2 separate regions of the Arachis hypogaea genome follow, and region 2 is linked to region 1. A link is a contact called in public Hi-C data. All regions are on one chromosome and are shown on one strand. The core of a region is the stretch at or near the end of the contact, and the rest is flanking DNA. Distances in the headings are between cores, read along the strand shown.

Evidence for each region. Hi-C and Micro-C count contacts between places; a contact is called where the count stands out from the background.
Region 2: a contact with region 1 is called in a Hi-C map of leaf, with 5 times the contacts expected there. The contact joins the enhancer-like site here to the promoter of LOC112764899 in region 1. A contact is called at or near these places in 3 of 8 Hi-C or Micro-C datasets (all in leaf).

The regions. Positions count from the first base shown.
Region 1 is chr17:120,754,835-120,762,784 of arahy.Tifrunner.gnm2.J5K5, reverse strand. LOC112764899 (protein IQ-DOMAIN 21) reads left to right here and starts at 3,466. Exons shown (of 4, transcript XM_072223474.1): 1 at 3,466-3,605. LOC140181049 reads right to left here and starts at 7,713. Exons shown (of 1, transcript XM_072223472.1): 1 at 3,116-7,713. The coding sequence starts at 4,279. The coding sequence ends at 3,116.
Region 2 is chr17:120,865,392-120,873,341 of arahy.Tifrunner.gnm2.J5K5, reverse strand. It overlaps LOC112764533 (pentatricopeptide repeat-containing protein At4g17616), which reads right to left. Exons shown (of 5, transcript XM_025810189.3): 4 at 6,747-7,054; 5 at 4,180-6,540. The coding sequence starts at 6,500. The coding sequence ends at 4,449. It also overlaps the pseudogene LOC112766195. Among protein-coding and RNA genes, the nearest start is that of LOC112764533, 7.9 kb to the right of the region's middle. Within about 2 kb of position 3,156, at least 3 of the 3 cell types and tissues checked have open chromatin away from gene starts, as enhancers often do.

The sequences.
Region 1 (7,950 bases), core at 2,217-4,716:
ATGCATGCTCCTGCCACCGCCGATCTACCCAGCCGCCGTCGCTCCGTCGTCCACGAGCTGCCGGTGGTCCTGCTTCGCCTTCTGCATCTGCTTCTTTGTGCTTTGTATTTCTGATTTGGCTTTGTGCTTCTCTGTTGATTTGGCTTTGTGCTTGAATTTTCTGCTTCTGCTTCTCTTTCTTGTTGAATTTTCTGCTTTGTGCTTGAGTTTCTGCTTTTGCTTCTCCATTGTTGAGTTTCTTCTTCTGCTTCTCCATTGTTGATTTGTTGCTTTCTGTTTTTGCTTGTGTTAAATTTGTCTTGATTTGTTGATTTTCTGCATCTCTGTTGATGCTGTTATTCTTGGAGGTGGAGGTGGAGGTGTTGGTGTTGGTGTTGGTGGCGGTGTTAGTGTTGGTGTTGGTGCCGGTGCCGGTGGTGGAGGTAAAGGTGCCAGTAGTGATGAAGGGTATTTTTGTCCAGAAATTTTTAAAAGGACGATTTTAATACGAAAAAAACGTTAAGAACGCTTCTAAATCGAAAATTAGATGAGGGACGGTATCGATTTTCACGCTCAACTTTAGGGACCAAAACAGTACTTAACCCTAATTATTGTTATAAATATTTTACAACTTAAAAGTATTAAAAATAATTAATATTTATTTTTATCAATTTGGATTGGTTGAATGATCATCTTATTTGTCCGGTTAAGCAAGTATTTGGAGTTCGAATCTCGTCTTGTGTGTATAAATAATCCATTAGTTAGCGACAGACCCTTAATAAATAGAGCATCAATATGTGGTGGATTAGTCGTCCTCGACTTGCTGAGTTAGGAATTCGTAGAAAAAATTATATTTGTCTTTAAAATAGACTAATTTTTCATTAATAGCAATACTTATGGACTTTTGTCTTTGTTAAAATTTACTTGGGACAATTTTATTCGTTGGTATCATATTCATTTTTAAAGTCAAAACAATATAATCAACATTGTTACTCGTTAAAACTTCACATTTTATGAAATAATTTTTAAATTTTCAAATTCATAAACTTATATCATTACAAAGGTTATTAGATCGATTAATATTTCTTGATAACATGGTGTACCGAAACATCATCGTTGAGTATTAGTTAGTGTGAAGAAAAACCAATAATAACTTTTCTTATTCAATATATAATTTATTCTATTGAAAAATAAATTAATATTTTCTAAACTTGTAAATACATTTTTTTCTAATTTCTTACACTATTATTTACTATTAAAAAATAGTAAATGACCATACTATCCTACAATATATACGATGTACAAAGTAATTTCTTATCTTGAAATTAATTCTAGTTAGCGAGATAAAATTTAAAATATTTTTTTATTTTCTTACTCAAATTTAAATTTAAATTTAAAATTGATTAACAACTCATCCTTTTTAAATTTCAATAAAAAAATAAATTGGTTAGATACAAAATATTTAACATTTAATAATTTCAATCATTTAAATTTTAATTACCAAAAATTAGGTTAAAAATTAATTTTAAACTTAATAATCGATAATATATATTATATTAGTACGTAAATAATAATATCCAATGTATTGATATTTATTTATTTTTTTACAGAATTAATGTATAATTTATTGAAAATTGATTTATTATCCAAAATTTTTTTCATAAACTTTGTAATATATGAAAATAGTGATATTATTTTTTATTATTATTTAAAAAATTCTTCATAATTTTTTAATTATGTAATTAACTTTTATTATTGCTTTTATACTAAAAAATATCAATTTATCCTATTTACATATTTTTTTACTACTAATAAATAAAAAAGTATTTGCACTATTATGCTTATTGTCTTAGATGATGACTTAAATTACTTATTTTGTATGTTAAATTTATTAAATATTGTTTGCACTTGGTTCTTTGGTTATCAATATTAGTCACAATTAATTCGTTTCTAATTTTTTTCAAGTACTTTTCATTTCTTTGTTTTTTGAAACTCTAGAAACTTGTTTCTGCATAATTAGTTTGCTGAGTTTGGATTCTGAGTATTTATTTTAGAAATTGTTGCTCATTATCTCGTAAGAACTTTGGATTCTGAGTATTTATTTTAGAAATTGTTGCTCATTATCTCGTAAGAACTTATTAGAAGTTAATTAAAAAAATTATTTTAAATTTTATTTAAAAATAATTAAATTTTTAAGTATTTTATTAAATCGATTCAACCACAATTTAACCTTGATTAAACTATTAAACCATTGAATATGTCACTTGACCAGTTTAATGACGGATTCGCTTCTCACAACCTTGCTTTCCGCTTTTGTAACCCTTGAGGCCTTGACAATTTCATAGTTCTGTACAAATTGTTCTGCTAGGCCGCTGCCAGTTTGAGAGAGATTTATGAGCAGAGTTTGGAACTTTTTTTTTTTTGGTCAATGTCATGGGTTAGGCCCTGTCCAACCCACAATACAAAGAAATAGCTGGGCACATAGAAAAAAGAAAAATGGGAGACGGCAAAACAAAGCTGTTTCAAGTTAATTACCAAAAAACTAATTACCAAAGCTTCCACTTCAAACTCCTGCGCTGCCTTCGAGACTGCTGCATATATCTTTCAAAGCTTCCCAACAGTTCGAGCTTTCACTTATATTTATTTATTTATTTATTTATTCTTTTTTCTTTTTCTTTAGGGATATAGACCAACAACCTGGCCCAGTCTCAACTACCACAAAAGCTTCACCCGACCCGGCTTCAGGCTGCGTTCAAACAGTACTTCCCTCCCACTGACAAAAAAACGGCACTTCCCTCCCCCCGCAGCACCTGAGCATGATTTCCGTTGGTGAACGATAATTAGCCTCCCTACAAATACATACTTAAAGCACCACTCCCTACCGCAACGAACTGTCCGACTCTGCCTCTCTCCATGGATCAGTCTCAGCGCCTCCAACGCCAACGACAACGCAGGACTCGCCTCCCTCCCTTCCTCATCCTATGGTACCCTGATGCACACCTCTACTATGAAGATTCTTGCTTCCTCGGTACAACGCTCCATCCCTGGTTTCCTTGACTACCCAACCACATCCGATTAGGTAGTATTGAAACCTGGGGTCTCTAGCAAGAAACTCAACAACCAGTTCCCTCAAACACTAAGATGGTTGCTTTTGCCGATCTTCTCGGATGATATTCTTTAATTGTTGCGGAGGATCACAAGTCCACGATCGATTAAGTCCATCTCCATCTGCCAATTTAGCCACTGTATGTGCTAATTTGTTTCCTTCTCTTGGAACCCATGTTATCCTTATTTGCGAAATTTCTGTTATCAAATTCTGGATATCTCTGATAATTGCATCAATTTCCCCTATTGAACCTTTCGATTTTAAAGCTTGAGCAAGAGCTTGACAATCTGTTTCAATTATTGATTTGTCAAATTGCAGATTTTGTGCCATAATTAATGCCTCCCTGAAAGCATAGGCCTCGGCTGACAAACTGGAATTGGTTATGATTTTTGTTGCTGAACCAGTTATCACTGACCCCTTCCAATTCCTTACAACAGCTGTGGTTACTGCTCTTCCCGTTTGGCTGCAAAAAGATGCATCAATGTTAATTTTCAACCAATCCTTGGGAGGCGCTATCCAGGTTACTCTTCTGCCTCTCTCTCTTGTTCTATTATTCTGTATACTCTGAACTTTATCTATAGCCCTCTTGTATTCTGATTCTGAGATAGCTGCTCTGATAATTGTTGATTTTGGATTAATTCCTATATTTTGGAACACATATTGATTTCTACTCTTCCACATTGACCAACATAGAAATCCCAGCCTACTTATTAACTCGTCCTGCATCTCTTTACCCTCTTCCCTAATTTTTTGAATGCTTTTCTTTAACCATTCTGCAAAAGATTTTACTGAGTCATATGTGGGTAAACATTGTACCTGGGCCCCGAACCAAGCTGCTCTTGTCCAATTGCATAACAAAATAGCATGCTCCACTGTCTCTTCTTTTTCTTCACAAATCCTGCACAAAGGACACTTAGTTAGTTTCTTTTTATAGAGATTTGCATTAACAGCAATTATATTATGGCAAGCCTTCCATGAAAACATCTTTATTTTTTGGGGAACTTGCATCCCCCATACTTTTTTCCACAGCTTCCCATACTTAACACTTGAAGATGCTTGGTTCATGTTAGCAAATTCTTTTTCTTTTTTGGCACATTGATATCCAGTTTTAATGGTATAAACACCATCCATCCTTTTTGGCCAAATAAGCCTATCCTCTTTGTTAATTGTGCTTATTGGGGTTCTAAGAATCATATCCCTTACTTGAGGTGGGAAATATTGCTGTATCTTTTCCTTGTTCCAACCTACCCCTTCTAACAAAATATCCTTAATCGCGTGGAGCTCCCCATCTCCTGATTTAGCAAGCTTACTCCCTCTCACAGTCCATCTATCTTCCCAAATGTTAATTTTTGAACCATCTCCAATACTCCAACTCCCGTGTCTTCTTAGAAAATCTCTTCCCTCCAAAATACTCTTCCATATCCATGAAGCATGTTTATTGTCTTTGGCCTCCCAAAAGCTACTCTCCGAAAAATATATTGCTTTTAAGATCTTTACCCAAATGGCTTCGGGGTTATTTGCCACTCTCCACGCTTGCTTCGCTAGATGCGCTAAGTTTTGGCATTCTAAATCTTTGAACCCTAGCCCTCCACTTTGCTTGCTCCAAGTAATTTTATTCCAACTTTTCCAATGAATGCCCTTATTTCTTCCCGGGCTAGCCCACCAAAATTTGGCAATTCTGGCTCCCAACTTTTTGCAAAAATTTTTAGGAAACTTTATGCGTATGATGGGATAGCCTGCACTACTTCTTTGATCAAAATTTCCTTACCCGCCTGATTCAACAAGTTCTCTTTCCATCCTTCTAATTTTCTTTGCACCTTTTCTTCTATCCATTCTAGTGCCTTTTGCTTTGATCTTTCCCATTTTGCTGGTAGACCCAAATACTTTCCCGGATTATCCCAAGAAGCTATTCCAAGGATTTCTTCGATATTCACTCTAGTTTGTATGAGGATTTGATCTCCAAAGGTGATACCAGATTTTTCCAGATTAATTCTCTATTCTGAAGCTTCCGTATATTGGTTAAAAATATGTATAATTTGATATATCTCTTCTTCTTTAGCTTCTGCAAAAATAATACAATCATCTGCAAATAACAAATGAGATACGGCTGGAGCTGTAGGTGCCATCTTGAACCCAGATATTAAATTTTCTCTTTCTGCTTTCTTCATTAAAATTGTGAAAACCTCAGCTGCTATAATGAATAAATATGGAGATAGGGGATCCCCTTGCCTTAACCCTCTTTGTGGTTCCACCTCACTTGAATAGACCCCGTTCACCTTAAACTTATATCGCGCGCTTTTTACGCAGGCCATTACCATCTTCACCCATTTTTCACAAAATCCGAAAGCTTCCAGAAGCTTTTCCAAAAAGTCCCACTCCATCCTATCATAAGCTTTATTCATATCTAATTTAATAGCAAGTTTCATAGATCCTTCTCTACTCTTTTTAACAAGTTTATTGAAAGCTTCCTGAACGATGACAATATTATCCTGAATGAGCCTTCCTCCAACAAAAGTACTTTGAATCGGTGAAATTAAATCCACTAACACTTCCTTCATTCTCTGCACTAAGATTTTCGATATGATCTTGTAAATAAAATTGCAACAACTGATGGGTCTTAATTGGTTCAAATTCTCTGGCTGATTGACTTTTGGAATAAGAATCACTGTGGTCTGACTGATTTCTTGTGGTAAAATACCTGTTTCAAAAAAATTCTTCACCACCGCATAGACATCCTCCTTCAGAATATCCCAGTGTTTCTGATAAAACATCCCATTTAGTCCATCTGGGCCTAGCGCTTTTAAACCCCCATGCTAAAAACTGCCTCCTTTATTTCTTTTTCACTTACTGCTTCAGTAAGTTTTATGTTTGTATCCTGAGTAATTTTTCTAAGTACTTCTTTGAAACAGTTCTCCAAATTTCTACTCCCTGATGTAGTAAAGAGATCTCTGAAATGGTCCTCTATAAGTTTAAGAATCTCTTTTTCCCCTTGAACCCATCTTCCATCTGAATCTTTTAATTTCACAATTCTGTTTCTGTCTCGTCTTTGTAATGTTGTGGCGTGAAAAAATTTTGTATTTTTATCGCCCCACTTAAGCCACTTTAATCTAGACCTCTGTCCCCAAAACTTTTCTTCTTGCTTCCATAACTGTAAAATTTTCACTTTAATATGATTAATTTTCTGCTGTTCTCGATCCGTCATGTTAGAGCTTTGTAAAAAATGCAATCTTTCTTTAAGCTTTTCAATCTCCTTATCAGCTCTCTTGAATTTCCTTTTACTCCATCTGCTCAACTCTTCTTTACACTTATTTCTCTTTTTTATAAACCTATCCCAAGATCTACACTCATTTACTTCCATATCCCAGCTTCTTTTTATAAGATCCAAACACTCCTCATGGTCCGTCCAAAAAGCTTCAAACTTAAACTCCCTTTTGCCTCTAGTTTTAGGCTCCATATTCACTACTAGGAGACTATGGTCTGAGCTCACTGCTGGAATAGCTGTAAGAACTGCATTTAAAAACACTTCTCTCCATTCCCAATTTACTAGTACTCTGTCTAATCTCTCTTTTGTAATGAACCCATTCCTAGGATTGCTGAACCACGTAAATTTTCCGCCTTTCAATTCAAGGTCCATGAGTTTATTAGCATCTACAAATCCCCTGAACACCTCTATCTGTATTTTTGGTTTAGGGTTAAGCCCTATCTTTTCCTCTTGTGTTAATATATCGTTAAAATCTCCTATATACGCCTGTGGTCCATTCAGACAGTTATTACTTACAGAGAGCTCTTCCCATAGCTTCCTTCTTTGCTTAAACACCGGATTACCATAAACAAAACACCCTTTCCAACATTTTTCATTTCCTAAGTCAATGTCAGATTTAATAAAGTTATGACACCACGAATAAACATTAATATTTATATTAGATTTCCATAATAAACATAGCCCTCTGGACAATCCCCGGAGTTCAACACAAAAGAACTTATCAAAAAGAAGCTTTTTTCTTAATCCTATTAATCTTCACTGTATTAGCTCTCGTTTCCATCAAGAACACTATGGCCGGTTTAATCTGCTTACACAGATTAGTAAGTTCGGAAATTGTCGAGGCGGCTAAAAGTCCTCGACAATTCCAACTTACAATACTCATGGCTGAGGGTGGGGCATGATTAGGCCCGCCTCCTCAGCCATAGCATTGTCCCATGCCATAGGTTCTCCTCCTATGTTTCTAGTGTTTACCAGCTTGTATTCTCCTTCCTTTCCGTTCTTCATCCTTTTGGGAGCTTGCTTCTCACTCTCTGCTAGCATCTTATCCCATTCGACATTAGTAATCTGGAGCATTTCCTTGTCTTCTCTTTTTCTTTTCAGGTTCAATCCCATCTCTATACATCTTGCTAATTCTATCTCCCATTTTGTTGACTCCTTTTGTTCCTGCTCTTCCATATTCTCTTCTGCATCTTCATCACTAGCCAGCTCCACAAAATACTGTTCTCCTTCCACCGATTTTAGAACTTGTGCATTCTTCTCCTTTTTTGCCTTCTCCTCTTGCATACTATATTTCTTGGTCCCCCACTGCTCTGTATACGTAGTATCTTTCGCCTTAGCAGGCTTCTCTTGTTTCCTTGATGTGTCTTTATTCATAGCTGTAATCATACCTGTGTGTTTTTTTAAGGCCACCCCTAAAGTGACATTCTTTAATACTAGATGATCTGTCTCCTTTTCTTCTATTCTCCTAGCCTTGTTGTTTTCAAAACGTATTGGACCCATTAATATCTTTTGCTGGTAAAGCCCATTGCTATCCTGATTGGTAGCATCTCCTATAGACTCCTCATTTGGGTTTTCACATTAGGCTTTTTTATAACCCCATAGC
Region 2 (7,950 bases), core at 1,907-4,406, 110 kb before region 1:
ATTAAAATATCATTTTTCACAACTACAAATCACATTAATTTGTTAAATATATAACGGCTTGTTTGGGCACCATTCTCAAAAAGATCTTTTTTTAAATGATATTTTTTTAAAAAATTTTTATAAAAATAAAAATAATTTTATATTTAGATATCTCATGTAAAAAAAATTTATCTATTAATTATGTTTGAATAAATTAAGATAAAAATACTTTTTTATTCATTTATTATGTAAAAAACATCTTTTTCTAAGAAAAAAATCTTTTAAAAAAATGTCAATTATAATTTTCCAAAAAAAAAATACTTTTTTATTTTTCTAGTACTTTTATTTTTACTATTAAAAATTTGCCAAACACACTAAAAAATAAAAAAAAAAATCTTTTTCATTTAAAAATTTTTTTATTGATTTAATAACGTCCAAACAAGCACAATATCTTATCCATAATGTTTTGGAATAGACACAATAGTTTGTTAAGAATGTAGTTCAATATTCAAAATGTTTTTCGAAGAATTCATTGTTGATATGAAGTGACAGATGTCACTGTTAACTCCATATCTTATACTGTGATTAATGATTGACAAATAACAAATATAATTTAAAAACTCCACGATGATTCAACACAATGGCCAAAACATGTTGCAGATGATTTCATACTCCACGAGTAAACTACAAAATCCTTGCATTAAAACAGCAAAGGAACTTTGATATGTGTAGAACTGTCTCGGCTATAATATTGAAAACACACATCTAGTTAAATATACACATAGACACCAAGGTGAGATGTTCTTACCATAAAACAGAATCTCTACCAAAGATTATGCAATATCTACACATCTGATTCCCTGAGACAAAGTTAAGATGCTTAGTGTTTAATCATCAGAAAAGTATCTCTCCTCTGCATCAATATTGGCTTCCCTCATCCAGTGATCATCAAGGGTCTCATCATTATCTATCTTAGTGTAATCTAGATGTTCATGATCTTCCCCTAATAAGAACTTCTGCTGCATAATGTACGTAAATTGGTTCATGCGGTCTTCCAGCTCTTCTGCGGATAGAGATGATTCCTGACTCTCTCTCTGGCTGGATCGGAAGCACCACCATCATCACTTATATCGGGTTGATTTAAGTGTCTCTGCTAGAGCAAAAACAAATAAAATTGTTTTAAGTCCAAAAACAAAGATTAGCGCAACACACAATTCAAATGAATCAAATCAAACAAAATTTCACCCCCCACAGTGATTTTGCATGTGTAAGCTACAAGAGTAGATTATGCAAGACAAAGTTAGTCAAATTTAGTAGAAAGTTCATAGACTCAATTATAAATGGTGGTGTGCAGTTGAGATTGCGTATAAGAATTGGATAAGATTATGCAACTAATCACTTCAAACTCATCTGTAGAATCTAATTCATCAACATACATGACCAAAAAGCAACTTGAAGAAGCTGGAGAACATAGTTGAACTAGATGGTATCCTAAAATTTAATTTGCCATTTCTTTGCTCCACAGAATTTTCTTGTTCTTGATCAATTAAATCTCAGCATACAAATATATAATGCATATGTGATTGCTGCTTGCCACAGGCATACATATTAATACATATCATATCCCTCTTATTTAGAGAGAACAGCCAAACAAAGACTGTCCTGAACCCATGACCATGAATAAAGATGATGCAATGTCCCAATTCAAATACATTTATTTAGCAGAATATCCAAATACAAGTAAAGTACACATTAAGAAACATTGTAACCAAAGTACCAGAATGCTCATGCTTCTAGATCAAATACAACACATAACTCCTTAACCGAGCTGAGCATAAAGACTATATAATAAGCTTACAAATTAAAACCTAACTATATCATAAGCAAGGTGTTGCAAGATTATCCTGATAGACAACACCAAAAATAGAATTAAACAAAGCAAACTTGCATTGAAACAGATTAAGAAAGTTTAAAGAAAAGTACCTCAGCAGACTGTGTGTTGCTTCCATCTTTTTCCCTTTCTTCATTCTGCTCCTCCTCCTCTTCCTCTTCCTCTTCCTCTTCCTCTTCCTCTTCTTGAAACCCCTCATTACCGACCCAGTCCCTTTCAGGAACACCCATCCTCTGCTGCTCCCCTCTAATCTTGGCAACCAGCTTAGCTTCCTCACATCGTCTCATTAAGTCTCAGACCAGCGCTCCCCGGGCCTAGCCATGCCCCTGCTGCTCTGGTCCTGAAACTTCCCAACATATTCATGGTGCATATAAGGCTCCCTTTCCCTCATGGCGTCTTCGGAGAAGTAATGCCCATCACACACCAATTTATCCAGGTAAGCCTGCCTTCGGTTCTTCACGGTCACTGACCGCATCCTCAACTCCTCCGAAGTTGGGCTCATTATGCTCCTAATCCCCTTTAGATGCCAATTAACCTCATAGTCGTCTTTCATGGAATCAAACTCTCCCAGCTCATCGCTAATAAGCTCAGAACCCTATCTTTCTAGTACAAACACAGATTATAACCTTATTAAGGATACAGTAATAAGTTAACAACAAAACCCTAACTTAACTCCATTGTTTTCTCAACAGTAAGCATAATCAACTTTGAATTAATTTCTATATTCACTCTCGATATATACCAAAAGTTGCAAGAAAGTGTCCAATCAAAATAGATAAATAACAAGACATTACAACACCTTTGATGCTGAACTTCGTTGATGGAGAAGAGTAAGGGTTTAGAATTAGATACCTAAGAAGAGAGGAACGTCTCTGGAGAGATTTGCTTGCGCTGGGCAGGGAGAGTGGCGGTGGATTGGAGGGCGCGTGGGAAGTACAGGTTCTCCAAACACGATAGCCTCTCCGATATTTTCTCCATCGCTTCCGAACTCATCACCTGCTTCTTCTCTTTCCATCTCTCTTTCTCTTCTCTCTGTCTCGTTGTTTGGCCATGGAACTGGATGTTTGTTTTTTTTTTTGTTTGTCAAGTGAATTGTACAATCCCCAATTCTAGGTATCACAATATACTCACACTAGGCACTCACCCATACAACACTTAAGGGTTCATATTCAACACTTGATAGACTCACCAAAATTTAAACTTGGATGCAGCGTATTAAGAAGCATATGAATTAATCAGTTGAGCTAGGGCTCAGCTGCCTGTTTGTTGTATCTGCCATCTTCTCATGCTCATGGGCCACCTTAACTTGGCCTCTCACATACACTTTCTTTTCCTTTTTTGGGTCTTATACACTCTTATCTTTATGTTAATGGACTTCCTCATGTACCTAGGTTGGATTGAAGATACTTCGGTCTTCATGACCCCAAAAAAGGATACTTTGGACTCTTAAAAACTAGCTTTACGTTAAACTCCTTATTTTTAAGTTATCTATGCAAATAAGCTTTGGATTCGCACATGTAATATATCATATTTAATATTTATAAAAAATTTTAGACTTTTAAAGTATTTAAAATATACAAAAGTCTTTGTAATTAAATATAATAAATTTAAAATATTTTATAATTTTATTAATAATAAAAAATTATTTATATATGTAATTATGTGTTAATAAGCTCAGACAAACATGACAGGATAATAAAACTAATTACTATTAGTGAATCTGAACTTGGTCTATTAACATATTAATGCTTTTATATGAGTCTAAGGCTTTTTAAATATTATTAGGAATTTCACACACATTATTAGAGATTGTGCACACAAAAGCATATAATTTGCATCTATATTTACTAAAATTTTGCATACATACATTAATACAGTTTACACTTATATTTTTTAAAATTTATACATATAAATTAATAAGATTTATTTGTAAAAGACAATTTAATATTTATACTATCAAATAATAATTAAATATACTAAAAATTGATGATCCTCCAGAATTTCTCAACAGAAATTCCTTATCTTGCAATATGTGCACTTGATCTAAGACATAGCTGAGGCCAATGGGTGGAAGCACTTAATGTTATTTGTGTGATAGGTGTGATAGGCATTATGACAAGTGTTCTGATATTGTAATTCCTAGATATTGTAATTCCTAAGGTTGAGTGCTGTCTAATCCACCGTGACAAAAGAAGCTTTGGATTCGGGTTAGCAAATAAAGGCCACTGAAAAATTTCCATTACTCCCATGATGTAGTTACATAATTAAATCAATTTACTTGCATTAAATTAGTAAAGTTCTAATGCATGTGTTCATAAATCTCTTCGATATAAGCTTTACTGTCAAGGAAAATCCCCAATGGTAGTGCAATAATAGTTCGAACATCATCATCCATAAAAATAATTTCATCTACAAAGGTTGAAATTGGCAACATAATTACATTTCTGGGCAACGAACAGCAGCTATGATTCTATGATCAATGAGCAAAGATCGAATGATGGATCCATTTCATGTTGATAGGATTTATGAATAATACTACAAAAAGTACACCATGACAAATGGATAGTTATTGGAAAACTCAAACTATACCCACCCATTTCCTGAACTCCTGAACATGCTCAAGCCTTTTGAGTTGTGCTTCTGTTCTTGCATCTGACGCTTTTAAACTCTTATAAAGATTTTTGTGAAGCCTTAAGAACTCAACTTTGTACATCAACTTATCAGCATACATGTTTTGATCTCTCATATGGCCAATGACATCCATCACTAGCTCAAAGTATCCACCGCGAAGAAAGTTTATTAGTAGTAACTCGTATAGATCTCTATTTGCCAGAAAACCACAACCCTTCATGAATCTCTTAATCTCTCCCCACAAGATTGTGATCTCGCGATACATACCAAGAGATGAATATCCACGTAGCAGATAAGCAAAAGTCTGAATAGTGGGCTGAATGTTCATTTCAACCATTCTTCTATATACCTTTAGTGCATCTTCCATCATTCTCGCCATGCAAAAGAAGTGGATGGAAGAATTAAACTCATACACCAAAGGAAAAATCTGATCTTCATCTTTCAATATTTGAACCAAGGTTACGACCAAATTCGATTTACCAAGTGAATCTGATGTTTCCACACAGTGAAAGTGTTTGTCGATAGTATCATCATCCAATTCATTATCCAAATGAATCCTTGTCATTTGTTTTAGTAGTGCATTTGCTACTCTATGCATTCTACGCCTACAATATGCTGACAAGAGTAACATATATGTATCCCAGTCCATTGGAGATCCAGTAGCCTCTGCATCATCCAAAATGTCATGAGCAGATTCAAGCCATCCAAAGTGAATGCAAGCACCAATTGCATCAGAACACAAACTAGATCCAGCTACTGAATATAGTTCATCTTGAACGCTAAGTAAAAGCTTTGAAAGTTCACTAATCCTCCCATCTTTCTTGTAACCAGTAATGAATTTTGCCAGTGCTCTGTTGCTGAGAACAAGTTTTTTACCTCTATAAAAGATCAGGTCTTGTCTATCTTCAGGTTTAACGACAGAATCGTTCTGCAGCAGCTCATACTCAATATGTATCTTTAACCCAGCCCTAAGGTTACGCGATCCAATTGTAATAGAGCAAGGCTTTTGAAGATCTTTCCTACTTTCTTTATTACCATGACGATTATGTGACCTATTCATATCAAAAACAAGCTTAGCAGCAGCATCAATGTCATTAAATTTGAAGTGCAAGCTCAACAAACTATCATAGAATTGTCGATAGAGGCGAATGAAAGCAGCTGACACACTATCAATGTGATCTTTTAGTTCCCTTATTTCATCTCTTAAACCATTCATCTCTAGAATCTGTGAAACTATTACAACTGTGTGTGCATCAACCACTGTCCCAGTTAGTGCCATTAATTCAATCAGCAACAAGCCCTTCAAGGGTAAATTAAACCTCACACAAGCATCAAGAACAAGGCAAAAGATCGATGCATCTGGCTTAACCACATCCGCAGATTGAGTCTTTTTATCCTTCAAGCAAATGTAAAAGTCACAAACTTGAGACAAATAATTACATGTAATATATGCTCCAATCTCTGTTTTCACAAGGTGCAAGAAGACCAAGCACAACAAATGCATAGGAGGCACACACCCCTTATCCAGCATCAATCTAAGAATCACCGCTGCAGAGGTTGACATTTGCAACCTTGCCAAAGAAAGTGCAAGTTTGGTTAACGTATCAACATGAACCAAACTAGAATTATTCTCCTCTTTAACCACCTGCAAAACCAAATCAAAAGCTTTTCTCGTCCAAGAATAATTAGATGAATAAGACAGTTGAACAATAAGCTGGTTTAGCAACTGAACCTCAGGGTACCCATACAGTGTCCTAAAATCCTGAAAGGATTCCCATCCTTCATGCATCTGATGGTTTCTCAAAGCAGTTTTGAGCTTCTCTAGTAGAATTGCTTGGGTAGAACGTTCCCATGGTAATCTTTCACCGTCACTACTACTAGAAGTGGAATTTTTTTGCAAAATGGGATTGAAATGCCTAGGGAAAAATCTCTGCAAAGTTGAAGCCTTTCTGACCAAACGGTTGTGCAATGGAATGTATCTTGTGAAAGGAAGAACCATTCCAGGATGCCTGTATCTAATGAGCTTGACGCATACACAACTGCAGTCCCAAGAGAGTAAGAAGTTACAAAATAAAAGAGATATTATCAATTAAATAAATAACAATTTTAGATGCAACAATTACATAATCCATTATTCTTATACACAATTAGAACTAGGCAACTAAGCCTCATACTGCCAAAAACAAAATAAAATAAAATATACACAAAGAAAGTGAGGCTGTGATGGCTGAGGAACGAATGCCACCTGCAGAACTAATGACAACAGCAATGGTGAAGACCTGAAGGCTCAATTGCTCAAGGCTGAGAGATGGAGTTGTGATGAGATCTCCGGTGAGCCATCTAGTTTCACTTTTCTTTTCTTTTTTTTATCAATTTTTTTTCATTTAAATCCAACATATAGCTCCACATGTCACTATATCCTTCCTGATGCTTTTGTTTGCTTTCCTATAGCTATAGGAATTGGTCTCATTTCTCTGCACGTGCTTCAAATATTGGCTTTGGAAAGTCACCGAATGTGATAAAAGGTGGAAGTCCCCAAAGTCTTACCACATGCTGGTGACATGGAAATTTCAAAAGTTAATTAAAACACTTGTTAGTTCAAAGAGAATAAATGTAAATTCAAAGAATCCAGAAGTGTGTTTGAAATTTGGACAATCTATTGTTGAAAATCTTCTCTCCTACATATGCATCATTGATGCAAACTTTACCTATATAAAACAGTGATCACTCAACAAAAGAGCAAAACTTTCTTTTGAGGAAAAGAATCCAATTCACTCCTTTACTGTTACCTATTTTTTTTCTACATCGAATATTTTACATGTACCCAAGCATCACCATTATCACATGCAAACACTTCATTGTCATTTACACACTTCCATTTACCCAACCATCACAATTATCACACACAAACACTCCATTGTCATTCACACGGTCACAACATATATTGGGTATACACAAAGTCGTCTCTGCAACATTTCAATTCACAAACATTACAAAAAATAAATACAATATGAGAGAATTGAAAACCGATTCTGTGTGACTTGCACAATATCACATCATCTTAAAAACAAGAATAAAGAAAGAAGAAGAAAACTGAAAAAACAGTGGAAGAGAATAGGAGCAAAGAGAAGGGAAGAGAAGGGGGCACAGCTTCACCAATGGCTACTTCATCTGAGCCGCCACCGGACATGAGGTTGCTGTCTTCCATCATTGGTGAGTTGCCGAAAGATCTAAATGAACGAACCATGGTGGTGGCAAGTCTTCATGGAGCCACCTTTCCTCTCTCTCCCCAGTCTCCTCTCTCCATCTCCCTTCGCTCTCCCTCTTTGTGTGAGAAGCCCTCATTTGTTTCATTATCAAACTCTCTCTCCCCAAGTTGTTGGTGATATATATGTGACTTAAACTAAAACCAAGAGCATGCATACCCTTTGATATATGTTTTTCTTACT